3 separate regions of the Zea mays genome follow, and all the other regions are linked to region 2. The links are chromatin contacts, called in public Hi-C maps. All regions are on one chromosome and are shown on one strand. The core of a region is the stretch at or near the end of the contact, and the rest is flanking DNA. Distances in the headings are between cores, read along the strand shown.

Evidence for each region. A called contact is a pair of places that touch in the nucleus more often than the background predicts.
Region 1: a contact with region 2 is called in a Hi-C map of leaf, with 3 times the contacts expected there. The contact joins two enhancer-like sites. A contact is called at or near these places in 3 of 25 Hi-C or Micro-C datasets (bundle sheath, ear and leaf).
Region 3: a contact with region 2 is called in a Hi-C map of leaf, with 7 times the contacts expected there. The contact joins the promoter of LOC100192755 here to the enhancer-like site in region 2. A contact is called at or near these places in 2 of 25 Hi-C or Micro-C datasets (ear and leaf).

Annotation. Positions count from the first base shown.
Region 1 is chr2:74,619,543-74,623,875 of Zm-B73-REFERENCE-NAM-5.0, forward strand. No RefSeq gene overlaps it. Among protein-coding and RNA genes, the nearest start is that of LOC100192755, 61 kb to the left of the region's middle. Within about 2 kb of position 2,324, at least 14 of the 20 cell types and tissues checked have an H3K27ac peak or open chromatin away from gene starts, as enhancers often do. A contact at or near this core is called in bundle sheath, ear and leaf, where this site is marked.
Region 2 is chr2:74,751,493-74,755,816 of Zm-B73-REFERENCE-NAM-5.0, forward strand. No RefSeq gene overlaps it. Among protein-coding and RNA genes, the nearest start is that of LOC100191910, 42 kb to the right of the region's middle. Within about 2 kb of position 2,284, at least 19 of the 20 cell types and tissues checked have an H3K27ac peak or open chromatin away from gene starts, as enhancers often do. A contact at or near this core is called in bundle sheath, ear and leaf, where this site is marked.
Region 3 is chr2:74,559,790-74,564,100 of Zm-B73-REFERENCE-NAM-5.0, forward strand. LOC100192755 reads left to right here and starts at 1,353. Exons shown (of 3, transcript NM_001367490.1): 1 at 1,353-1,664; 2 at 1,780-1,942; 3 at 2,064-2,999. The coding sequence starts at 1,411. The coding sequence ends at 2,840.

The DNA.
Region 1 (4,333 bases), core at 1,074-3,573, 130 kb before region 2:
AAACTATCCCCTTTCTATTTTTAACCATAGAGATATACAAGCAAAATAAGAACTCACATCATCACTACTACTTGACTTTGATATATTGAGCTTAATTAATTAGTTTTGCGCAAAAATGAAATAAACCTTGCCAAGAGTCCAAATACCCACGCAAAATAAGAACTCACACCAACACTACTACTACTCTTTACTATACAGAGTTAAATCCAATCAGTAGAGTAGTAGTGTAGAGTCTAGCAGTGTAGAGACTAGAGAGCCCTGCGGACGGACATATCGCGTACAGCATGTCATTGCGTATGTGAGCCAGTCCAGCAGTACTCGTTCGCGTGGATCGCCGCCCCGCCCGCCGGTTCCGTCAAGAGCAGGGCAGGCGGCAGCCCATGGATCATATGCATGGAACTCGTGTCCTGCGTGCGTGCGTGCAGGCCAGGGCCTTCACTCGTGTCCTGAGCGAGTGCGGTGGCGTGCGGCCCAGGACTACCGCGTGCGCGGAAGCCATGCTCGCGCGTCACGCCACACCGACCCAGTATTTCAGTCGATGTCAATCTGGGCATGCATACGCCAGGCCGAATTACTATCCTCAATTGGACAACAACGTTACGTCTCGATCGAAGTAAATTGAAAAGAGTTAAATCTATTTCTATTCAAAATTCAATATAAAAGGATTTAATTCTCTTCGATCCCCTTCGATTCAGTCTATTCTTAGTTCTCTGTTGGGTACAAAAAGGTTTTCTTTTTTTTCATTCTTGTTTCGATTTTTCTTGTAGCAAAGTAATATGAAAACCATTTTTCTTCTAATTTGTTGTGTCAAACATTACTGTTTATCCTTTATTTAGGTTTCTCATTTGCACTTTCTTTGCTTAGGTCTAGACACGGTAGTGGACAATTAAGCATAGGGAAAGAAAGTATAGCGGGGGACTTAACTTTGTAATAACTCATGATTATGAAAATGATAACGGAAGATTGCGAATGCATATGGAGACTTCTGTATTTATATTTTTTTCCTTCATATTATTTATGTTTACTTGACCTTCTTCCTATGTGTCCTCTCTTTATGAGTTCAAGAAGGGAGAATGTATGATCGACTTAATTGTGTTGCCCTGTTTTTTGTTTCTTACAAGAGCCTTAACAGCTGACTAACATTACTGCCTACCTCTGTTAAATTCATGGTGAAAGGGAAATAGGCTTACACATTTTCCTATATGAATTTTGGTGATTGAATTGTCCAACACAAATTAATTAGACTAACTAGTTTGCTCTAGATTATGAGTTCTACAGGTGCCAAAGGTTCAACACAAACCAATAAAAGTCCAAGAAAGGGTTCAAATAAAAAGAATAAAAGATAACCCAAAGGCAGCCCTGGTTTGGCACACCGGACTGTCCGGTGCACCACCGGACAGTGTCCGGTGCACTAGGGAGTTCCAATCTGAACTTGCCACCTTCGGGAATTCGGGGAGGCCGCTCCGCTATAATTCACCGGACTGTCCGGTGTGCCAAGCGGAGCAACAGTCGTCCGCGCCAACGGTCGTCTGCAACGCTACAGTGAAACGCACAGAAGTCAGAGAAGGCGCAGAAGGCGCACCAGACAGTGAATAGTGACTGTCCGGTGGCCCCGTTGTCAGAAGCTCCAACAGTCGGAACCCAACGCCCTGGTGACGTGGCTGGCGCACCGGACAGTGTCCGATGGCGTATCGGACTGTCCGGTGCACCATACGACAGAAGCCCTCACCAACATTTCTTTTGGTGGTTGGGGCTATAAATACCCCCCAACCACCACACTCCAATGCATCCAAGTTTTCAGCCTTCAAATCTCATACAAGAGCTCTAGACTTTATTCAAAGACACAAACAAGAGATCAAATCCTCTCCCAAGTCCAAAGATCATTCAAATCAAATAGTGACTAGTGAGAGAGACAATTGTGTTCATTTGAGTTCTTGCGCTTGGATTGCTTTTCTTCTTCCTTCTTTCTTGTTTCCAACTCAATTGTAATCAAGGCAAGAGACACCAATTGTGTGGTGGTCCTTATGGGGACTTGGTGTCCCGTTTGATTGAGAAGAGAAGCTCACTCGGTCTAAGTGACCGTTTGAGAGAGGGAAAGGGTTGAAAGAGACCCGGTCTAGCAGTGTAGAGAGCCCTGCAGACGGACATATCACGTACAGCATGTCATTGCGTATGTGAGCCAGTCCAGCAGTACTCGTTCGCGTGGATCGCCGCCCCGCCTGCCGGTTCCGTCAAGAGCAGGGCAGGCGGCAGCCCATGGATCATATGCATGGAACTCGTGTCCTACGTGCGTGCGTGCAGGCCAGGGCCTTTACTCGTGTCCTGAGCGAGTGCAGTGGCGTGCGGCCCTGGACTACCGCGTGCGCGGAAGCCATGCTCGTGCGTCACGCCACACCGACCCAGTATTTCAGTCGATGTCAATCTGTACATGCATGCGCCAGACCGAATTACTATCCTCAATTGGACAACAACATTACGTCTCGATCGAAGTAAATTGAAAAGAGTTAAATCTATTTCTATTCAAAATTCAATATAAAAGGATTTAATCCTCTTCAATCCTCTTCGATTCAATCTAATCTTATTTCTCTATTGGGCACAAAAAGATTTTCTTTTTTGCGTTTTTGTTTCGATTTTTCTTGTAGCAAAGTAATATGAAAACTATTTTCCTTCTAATTTGTTTTGTCAAACATTACTGTTTGTCCTTTATTTAGGTTTCTCATTTGCACTTCGTTCCTTTGCTTAGGTCTAGACGCGGTAGTAGACAATTAAGCATAGGGAAAGAAAGTATAGCGAGGGACTTAACTTTGTAATAACTCATGACTATGAAAATGATAATGGAAGATTGCGAATGCATATGGAGACTTCTGTATTTATATTTTTTCCTTCATATTATTTATGCTTACTTGACCTTCTTCCTATGCGTTGGTGACTTGTTTTCAAATGCTATGAGTCAAGAGCAAGACAACATAAAAATATTAATGGTTAAAGTCCTTCGTCCTTCGAAGCATTATTTCTCTTGGGATATAATGATCTTCAGACGAAGGTTATGAAGAACGTACCTTCATCATCACAGTATATGCTAAAAGACGAGGCATATCAAACATGAGAAATGACATGAATAATCATATGGCATCATTAATATATCTTTTCTATAACATCATGAATAAACATGGACAATGTTGAATTACATTTGTACCTTCGGCTTGACAGAAGGCAAAAGTCCAAGCGTGACGCACGAATGAATACAAGTCAGCGTGAACAGTACGGGGGCACTGTTCATCTATTTATAGGCATAAGGCGCAGCCTGTGTAGAATTACATTCGTGCCCTTTATGTTTACTATTGACTTAAGGACAATCTATCGAGGACTAGATAGCCTTTTCCTCTTTAATTCGGTTTCTTTTTCTGCTACTAAGCCGAAGCTTTCTTGCGCGTAGCTTCGGATCTGGTTCAACCTTCGTCCCGACCATGCTTTTCATATTGTGTACAGCTTCATTCCGAGTCTGAAGGTTCCTGTACATATATTACACTTATGAAACATTGTTAATCATGTTTTTGAGGACCTTCGGAAGATGAAGGCCCCAACACTATGTGTCCTCTCTTTATGAGTTCAAGAAGGGAGAAGGTATGATCGACTTAATTGTGTTGCCCTGTTTTGGTTTCTTACAAGAGCCTTAACAGCTGACCAACATTGCTGCCCAACTCTTTGTTAAATTCATGGCCAATAGAAACTCTTCACCATGCCTTCGAAGAGGAGCACAACCGGTGACACCAGCTCTATTGTCGCCCCTTAAGATCAAGTCCAACTAATATTCCCTATCATGGAGGTACCTTCGAGCCAGATAACAAGAGGCAGAAGAAGGAAGCACAAAGAAGGGTGATGTATGGAAAATGGACATCGACCCATTTAACTAAGAGTTTTGGTGTTTGATGATCAACATAACCGTGTGGACTAATATGTTTACAAATGTTTGTGTTTGTAGTTCACGAGACGAAAAGTGTGTTTCACTGAGGCCCTGAGGAAGCAACACCTCAAAGAAGAACTTAAAAGACCCTAAGAAGACTTAACACAAGTTCAAGACAAAAGACCAAAAAAGCCCAAACAAATAAGATTGAAGAATCAAGAAGTGGGTCGTCGGCTAGTGCACCGGACCACGTACGTAGAGAGCACTTTTCTAGGCTCTCGTCTGGCTGGTGCACCGGACCTTGGTCCAATGGCTACTTTCCAATGGTTTACTGACATGGCGGTCTCTAGAAGAGCGATGGCCACAACTCCTTGGGGGTTCATCTTCACTTGAAGAATCATCCCAAGTCTTGACACTTGTGAGTGCCTT
Region 2 (4,324 bases), core at 1,034-3,533:
ACAACCTGGAGTTAGCAACAATGGTTCATGCTTTAAAGACTTGGAGGAACTATCTGTATGGGCAGACATGTGATGTCTACACGAACCACGAGTCTGAAATACATATTCACCCAGTCGGAGCTAAACATGAGGCATCGAAGATGGTTAGAATTGATCAAAGACTTTGAGTCAGAGATACATTACCATCCAGGTAAGGAGAACATGGTGGTAGATTCTCTAAGTAGAAAGAGTCAAGTCAACATGATGGCCGTTCACTCGATACCCTATGGGTTAGCCAAGGAGTTTGACATATTGAACCTCGAATTTTTGAATAGCACGTAAGGAGTGACAATTGAGTTAGAATCCACCTTAGAGTCGAAAATCAAAGAAAGGAAAAAGGACGATGAGAAGATCAATGAGATCCGACAGCTAATTCTAGAAGGAAGAGGCAAAGATTTCCGAGAAGATGTAGAAGGCGTGGTATGGTTCAAAGACCGCATGTGTGTCCCCAATATCAAGTCCATTCAGGAGTTAATCCTCAAAGAAGCTCATGAGACAGCGTATGCATACACCTCGGGAGCGAGAAGATGTATCAGGATCTAAAGAAGAAATTTCGGAGGTACGAGATGAAAAGGGAAATTGCATAACATGGCTATATGCGATAGTTGTCAAAGAATCAAGGCAGAACATAAAAAACCAGCCTGTCTACTGCAGCCGCTATAAATTCCTCAATAAAAATAGGATGAGATCGGGATGGACTTTATATTTGGGTTACCTCGCACTCTAGCCAGCTATGATTCCATCTAGGTAGTAGTGGACCGCTTAACAAAGGCGGCTCACTTCATACCTGCAAGACTAGCTACACCAGTGTAGTATTAGCAGAGCAATACATGTCTCGGATTGTCTGTTTACATGGTGTGTCGAAGAAGATAGTGTCAGATCGAGAGACACAGTTCACCTCTCATTTTTGGAAGTAGCTACAAGAAGCCTTGGGCACGCATTTAAACTTCAGTTCAGCTTACCACCTGTAGACAGACAATCAAACAAAAAGGACTAATCAGATCTTAGAGGACATGTTGAGAGCCTGCGCGTTACAAGACAAGTCAAGATGGGACAAAAGGTTACACTATGCAGAATTCTCCTACAACATCAGTAACAGGCCAGTTTAAAGATGTCACCGTTTTAGGCGCTTTATGGAAGGTGTTGCAGAACTCCACTCAATGGGATCAACCTGGAGAGAGATAAGTGCTTGGCCCCGACATTTTTCTCGAAGCTGAAGAGAATATCAAAATGGTTCGGGAGAATCTGAAGATAGCATAGTCAAGGCAGTGAAGCTATGCTGACACAAGAATAAGAGAACTTAATTTTGAAGTGGGGGATTATGTCTATCTGAAGGTGTCACCTATCAAAGGAGTTGGAAGGTTTGGAGTCAAGGGCAAGTTAGCACCTCGATATGTTGGGTTGTACCAAATTCTAGCAAAGTGTGGTCAAGTGCCTTACCAGCTTAGCTTACCGGAAAGTTTGTCAGCGATGCATGATGTCTTCCATGTGTCTCAGTTGAAGAAGTGTCTGCGAGTGCTAGAAGAGTAGTTTCCAGTGGAAGGCATGGAGGTCCAAAAAGACCTAACATACATAGAGAGACCAACGTAGATTCTAGAGACTTCAGACAAAGTCATCTGGAGGAACTCCATCGAAATGTGCAAAGTTAGATGGGGTCAACACTCTAAAGAAGAAGCAACATGGAACAAGAGGAAGACCTGAAAGTCAAATATCCTGAACTCTTTGGTGGCCAACCTTGAATCTCGGAGCGGTATTCTTTTAAGGGGGATAGGTTTGTAACACCCTCAATTGGGGGTATAAAATTTGTTCAGTAATATCCACCGAATTCAGGTGTTATCTTCTCTTTCCTCTTTCTTTTCGCTCTGTTCTGCCTCTTTCGAAGTAGTAGGAGTTATTTTGATGTCATGTAAAACCCTAAAAGAAGCCTTGGTTGTTTCATCATGCCGGAGCTTAGATTTATTTCTGTGTTGATGAGTGATTGAATTGAGCAATTATTTGGTCAATAATTTGCTCTCAAATAGTGGAGGAAAAAGAATAGAAAACATGAAAGGTTGTCCCTCTTCCCCTCGCGACCCACCTGCCCGGCGCGGCCCATCTCGGTGTCGCGGCCCAGCGCACGCCCTCTTTCTCCTTTCCCCCTTTCTCTTGGGCCACTAGCTGCCCGAGCGGTCCAGCCCCATGGCACGCCCCGCCTCCTCGCGTGGTCCAAGTCGGAGCCGTTATGCGGCCCAAGCCGTCGCGCGATGCGCGCCCAACCACCGCCACCTCGCCAATGGGCCCCACTATGAGCCTGCATCTTCCCCAACCGACACACGCGCATACCTCGTGCCTGCCCGCTGCCTCGGCGTGCGCGCAGCCCGCCCCACGATCTCCACCCAGTTCGTTGTCAAGGGTTCGACTATTTGTGTAGAGCCTATCCCCCAAACCGCGCCCTTCTCTACCACGCTCCTCTCCCTACCCCACGCAAGAACCGCCGCACCTCACGCCCACCTAGAGCGCCCATCTGCTCCCATGTTTGTTGAATTGAGCTCTCCCCTTCCCCTCTGCTCCCCAGCCGATGCTCGACCGTGTGCGGCCATAGTCGTGGCAGCGCCCTGTGCAGCAGCCCTGGCGCGGCCCGCATCCCTGCGCGGTAGTACGTGCCCCTACATGGTCCAGCTCACGGCGTCGGCGAGATCTCAGTCAACCCCACCCCAGCGCGCCTCTGCGGTGACCCGTAGCCAGCTTGCCCACGGCTCGCGGCCTGCCTGCGTGGCGGCTCGTGGCCAGCCGGTGCGGAACTTTTATGCAACGGCTCACGTCCGAGCTCACGCGCGCTACGCACTGCAGCGCCACGCTCATTGCCATACCAGTGTCGCTGCCGCTCTCGCACTCGCGTGCGCACAACGCGTCACTGGGTCTCCGTCAATGTCCGTCTACCACTGTTCACGCCCATCTACCCCCCTCATGCACGTTTTCATCGTCAGGTGCATCGTTTTCGTGCGGCATGCGCCTTGCGCCTTGTCGTGCATCGATAGTTCGTTTTACCTAGAGTCGCTCGTGCTAATTAAATTACTTATTTAATTGATAATTATTTGAGTAGCAAATTAATCAATAGTAAGTAACCATTTTATTTTGCGCCTGATAGATGTCGATCAATATAATTGTGTCAAACTAAATACTCTAGTTCATATTCGTTTAGCACAAACATGATATCCCTTAACAGTAGTTATTGCCTTCGCAATTCCCTTATCTTGCGCCATCGTAAATGCGAGTTCGATATTGCGTTGCGTATTAAATGATTTGTTCTATTGTATGGTGTATTGTTTCCTTTTGTTTTGAGAATGTTGAATGTATGTTTGCACTCGCGTAGATAACTGTTCGTTCGCGGAATCCGGGGAAGTTGCGGGAGAAGACCTTGAGCAGCAGCTGTTTGGAGAAGGCAAGTGTCCTCTGGCCTATTTATGTCCTACTCACTTTATAATTCATTTCCCTGCATTATATAATTAATACCTAAGAATTTACTAGTCTTTTGTTCGTCATATCCTTGATAACCTATTTGGGTTACACTGTCTATGATTAGCTTTATGCTAGTGCTCTACTATAATCAATGAACATGATGAGATTTCCTTATGATACGTTGTTTATTTCTGGATATGATTATAGCATTATGACACTAAAGGAGGCTGAGCTATTTCCCGAGTACTTCTCCGTAAGGACCTATTCGTTGGATGACCACCAGGGAAAACAATGCAGCCATGAGGGTGGTATGAGACGCCCTTTGCTAACTAATTAGAGGAACTGAGTTGTAATTTGCTTTGCCGTTGTGTCGTCAATGGGGCTCGGTGTACATCACTAGCTCTACCAAGGGTGGTCCACCCCTTAGTACTGTACATTTAGTAAAATCTAATAGTCGGCTATACCTTTGGGGAATCTTTGTAAAGGCTTTGTAGTGAATCCCTACCTGCTCACCTCGGAAGTGAATAAGGGCCTTGCAAACCCGGGCTAGAGAGAGAATCACGGCACATGGGTAAATTGTGCGACCTCTACAGAGTAATAAAACTAATATATTAATCATGCTCACGGTTAAGAGCGGCCTTAGGAGCTCCTTTGATTAGAGATACTATGGTTACGGATGATGATGATGATGGCTTTAATGATGATAGTTCTAATTATGAATTCTGTTATTTTCTCTATGAGGAAGTACCTTTGGGATTATAACTTGGGTCTTTATCATAAAATATGGCTTCTACTAGTAATAAATACCTAACGAGCTAAAAGCCAACCGCCTTGAGCTTAACTCCAC
Region 3 (4,311 bases), core at 103-2,602, 190 kb before region 2:
TATTGTGCGCTGGTGGTCTTGAACAAAAAACTTTAACCAATGCAACAAATCAAGCAACTTAAAGAAGGGTGATACGAAATAATAAGCTGTCAGATAATAAAAATCAAGCAATGGATTTGGCAAAAAGATGCCAAATAAATGGCATGACGAGGGACAACAACGTAGCTAATTTCCCTCGGCAGCGATACCGTACCTCTCTACCCGCCGTTCTCGCCAAAAAAAAACCACGAAAGCAATCATGGAGAGGAGCGTAATAATCAGCAGGTTGGTTAATCAAAATCAGTAACGCCCACCAAATTCTGCAGTGCGCCCAAGCAACCATTTCCTTAGAGCCAAAACAATCACCGGCAGGCTAATTTAATTCCATTTATTTATGCTATGGAGGGGAGGGGGGGCACCAGATTAGGCAGCCAAAGCTTCAATTGTTAGCAATACACAGCACCAATCACATGAAAGCAAGGAAGCACGGCTTCCATTCGTTGCGGCATCAATCCTCCCCCTATGTGACTGCCGCTGCAATCTGACATGCATGCCGATGCCATGCCAAAAACCGTGTCAGCATCCAGCAAGATTTCCATGTCACCAACCCTAGCTATGTGACTGACTGACTGATGGTTGATGATGCTACCAAACCATATACGAGGGGAGGGAGGACAGGAGGAACAAACCCCATGGCCCCCACACACACTCCCTCTTTCTCTCCTTTATCAGGGACCAGGAAATAGAACCAGCAACGAATAATAAACAAACCAGGCAAACAACCTAGCCCGAGAAAAGCAAAGCCAAGGAGGGTGGAAATTGCACTGATGCATTGGCAGGAGGCCACCACAATCATGCATGAATGGGTCCAGTCCTCAGTGCCCCACCACCTCCAGGTTTCCTCTCTCTTTAAAACTGAAGGAAATTAAAAAAACGGAAAGAAAAAAGAGAGGAGATATGTGCCTCAAAAGCTGAGAAGAGAGATAGATAGAACATAGAAAGGTAGAGAGTGGGGAAAAAAAGGACATGAGAGAGAGAGAAAGAGAGAGGAGGGTGGGGGGAGTATCAAGAAAGGAGAGGCTTTGCATCCAAGCGTGCTCCCCGTGAAGCAACCCTCCCCTCCGGTCAGCGTCCCTGTTGACCGAACCCGCAACGGAACGGAAACGGAGTGGTGGAACCGAACCCGCGCTCGGCGCTTCCCCTTCCTCGCCCACCCCACGCCACGACGCGACGACCATGTTGTGCAGTTGTGCTCCTCTCCTTGCCTGCCTTGGGCTTCCTATCCTATACTATATATAACTGTCCTCCTCCGGCACCTTCGCCATAACAGATACAGGCACCCCCTCCTCTCCTCTCCTCTCCTCTCTCTCCCTCTCATCACCAAAGAACTGCAACTAGGAACGGTTCGCCACAAAAAAAGAACGTACGGCTATGAAGACGAGGCGCGGTGCCTGCCACGCGGCGGCGGCGGCCACGGCGCCGGGCGAGGGGCCGGAGGCGCAACGCCGGAAGCGGCGCAGGACGGCGGCGGCCGAGGGGTCGCCAGCGGCGGCCGGCACTCCAGGTGTCCGCCCGGTGGGCAGAGACATGTTCGAAGAGCTGCCTGACGATCTCGTCGTCTCCATACTACGGGACGTCGCCGCGTCCGCCAGTTCGCCGGCCGATCTCGCCGGCGCCATGCTCACGTACGTCCAGTATATGTACAATATGTTGTGCCTGTTTTGTGCAAGGTGACGTGAGCCGGGAAGTCGACGGGCGATTGGAGTTGGAGTTGTAACCTCGACTTCTGTGCGTGCGCAGGTGCAAGAGGTTCAGGGAGCTCGGGCAGAGCAAGGTGGTGCTGGCGCGGGCGTCGCCGCGGTGCCTGGCGGTGCGCGCCAAGGCCTGGTCGGAGGAGGCGCACCGGTTCCTGCAGCGCTGCGCCGACGCGGGCAGCCTGGAAGCGTGCTACCTCCTTGGCATGGTAAGGACAGGAAGCTACAATCGTTGGACTTGTACAGAGGAGGAATCGTCTTTTGCCGTCCCGGCTAGCTAGGCGTTGCGTTGGATCGCGCTGACGGCGCTCGATGCATGGATGGATGCAGATTCGGTTCTACTGCCTGGGGATCCGCGGCTCGGGCGCGGCGCTGATGGCGGCGGCGGCGGTGGGCGGGCACCGCGAGGCGCTCTACTCGCTGGCCGTGGTCCAGTTCAACGGCAGCGGCGGGGGCAAGGACGACCGCGACCTCCGCGCCGGAGCCGCGCTGTGCGCGCGCGCGGCGTCGCTGGGCCACGTGGGCGCGCTCCGCGAGCTGGGGCACTGCCTCCAGGACGGCTACGGCGTGCGGCGGTCCGTGCTGGACGGGCGGCGCCTCCTGATCCAGGCGAACGCGCGCGAGCTCGCGGCGGTCGCCGCCTCGCCGCCGCCGCAGCTGCTCGGCAAGGCGGCGCCCCACCCGACTCGGCGTCACTCGTGCCTCCTGAGCGACTTCGGGTGCCGCGCCGCGGCCGGGGAGCCGCACGCGGCCAACCGGTTCCTGGCGGACTGGTTCGCGTCGCGGCCGCTGGGTACGGCGGCGGCGGTGGCGGCGGGCGGCGGGAGCGGCTCCTCGCCCGAGGAGGACGGCGCCGGCGCGCTGCGGCTGTGCTCGCAGGCGCTGTGCGGGCGGCCCGAGACGCGGCGGCACGAGTTCAGGCGGTGCTCCGTGTGCGGCCTGGTGAACTACTGCTCCCGCGCGTGCCAGGCGCTGCACTGGAAGATGGCGCACAAGGCGGAGTGCACGCCCATGGACCGGTGGCTCGACGTGGTCGGCGTCGGCGGCGGCGCGGCGCCGCAGCCCCACGCTAATGCCGACGGCGCCGCGGCGGCCCCGGCGCCGTGACGCGCTGGCGGTCGTCCGTTTCTTGTCACTTGTCAGTTAGCGTCCGCAACGTCAGTTTTTACTCCTTTTTTTTTTCTGTCCGTTTCTCGCCCTCCATTTGTCCTCTGTACTACGGCACCTGTGGTTATAGTTGGCAATTGGCATGGCATGCTGAGGTAACATTATTATTGGCATAAAGCGAGCGACGGAGCGAGGGCAAGCACGGCATATCTAGTTCTAGCCTTCTAGGTAGTGAAAAAAAAATTCACCGTTGGTCTGGTAGTAAAAGTAGCGGAAGCAGCACGGCTGGTCGGCTCTGCCGTGTCCTGTTCACGGAGCGCGGCGAGAGCGAGACGTGACGTGAGGTCGAGACCCCCCCGCTTCGCTTTCTGCTGCAAAAGGCGGAGCGAGAGCCGAGAGAGGCGACGTGGTGCGGCGGTGCTGGGCGGTCAGCCAGACAGGCACACAGGGCCGGGGCCTGTCACGGTGTCCGTCTCGGCCCATCCTGCGCGGCCACGCGTTTGGAGAGAAGGCGACAAAAGCCGTTACAGCCCACGGGAAAAAGCAGCGTGCCCTCCCAGTCCCAGTCCGCGGTGCCTGCCATGCCATGCAATGCCACGCTGCCGATCGAGGAAATATTGTGGAGCAGACGAGCAGTTGATTTGCGTGCAGTTCAGGCGGTGTGGATCCGGTGCTGCATACCTTTGGTGTGGCTTCCTCCGTCTCGGTACGCAGACTGGTGCAGGTGCTCTGGGTCGCTTCGTGGCTTGCGTTTGTGAGCCGGGACAAGGAAGGGCCCCGCGGCCCACGCCAACGTTGCTACCCGCGGGGATGTGAACTGTGCGTCCGTCATTGGTTGCATATCTCTGTTTTTTTTTTTGCTTTTTTGCCTAGAAACTTGGTTGCATATCATCCGTGACCGTACGTCCAGATTTGGTCGAAAACGGATTATCTGTATGAGCCACATATGCTACCAGCGCGAGGTTTTCTTCTGGCCTTCTGGGGACGGGATCCTCTGCAGCCGACTGCTCCCGCTGTTGTGTTGTGTAGGCCTGCAGGCGGGGTGCCAGGGCCACATGCAGAGGGGCAGTCGACTGTGGGTGCCCATCTCGCGCGCGCCCATGTCTTGCCATAAAATCGATGCTGGCCCAGTGGCCCTGACCTGAGCTTACTGCGTCGACCACTCGACCCTCGCCCACCACTAGTCGCTACAGAGAGTCAGAGTCTCAGAGACGCAGACGCTTGCTTGATGCCTTGAATCTCAGGGATGCATGCATGGAGTAGCAGCTGTGCTGCTTGCTCCGCGCCTCCGCCTCCGCCTCCGCCCCTGCCCCACCGGCCGCAGCTGCGTCCTCCTGCTGCCACCAAGGCCAAGCCACAGTGGCGGCTGCGCGCGGTTTCGTTGCTTCCACAGTGCCCGATCGATCCGGCCGGAATGAATGATGATGTGATGCGTGGGCCGATCGATCGATCGTCCACGGCAACAGCAACC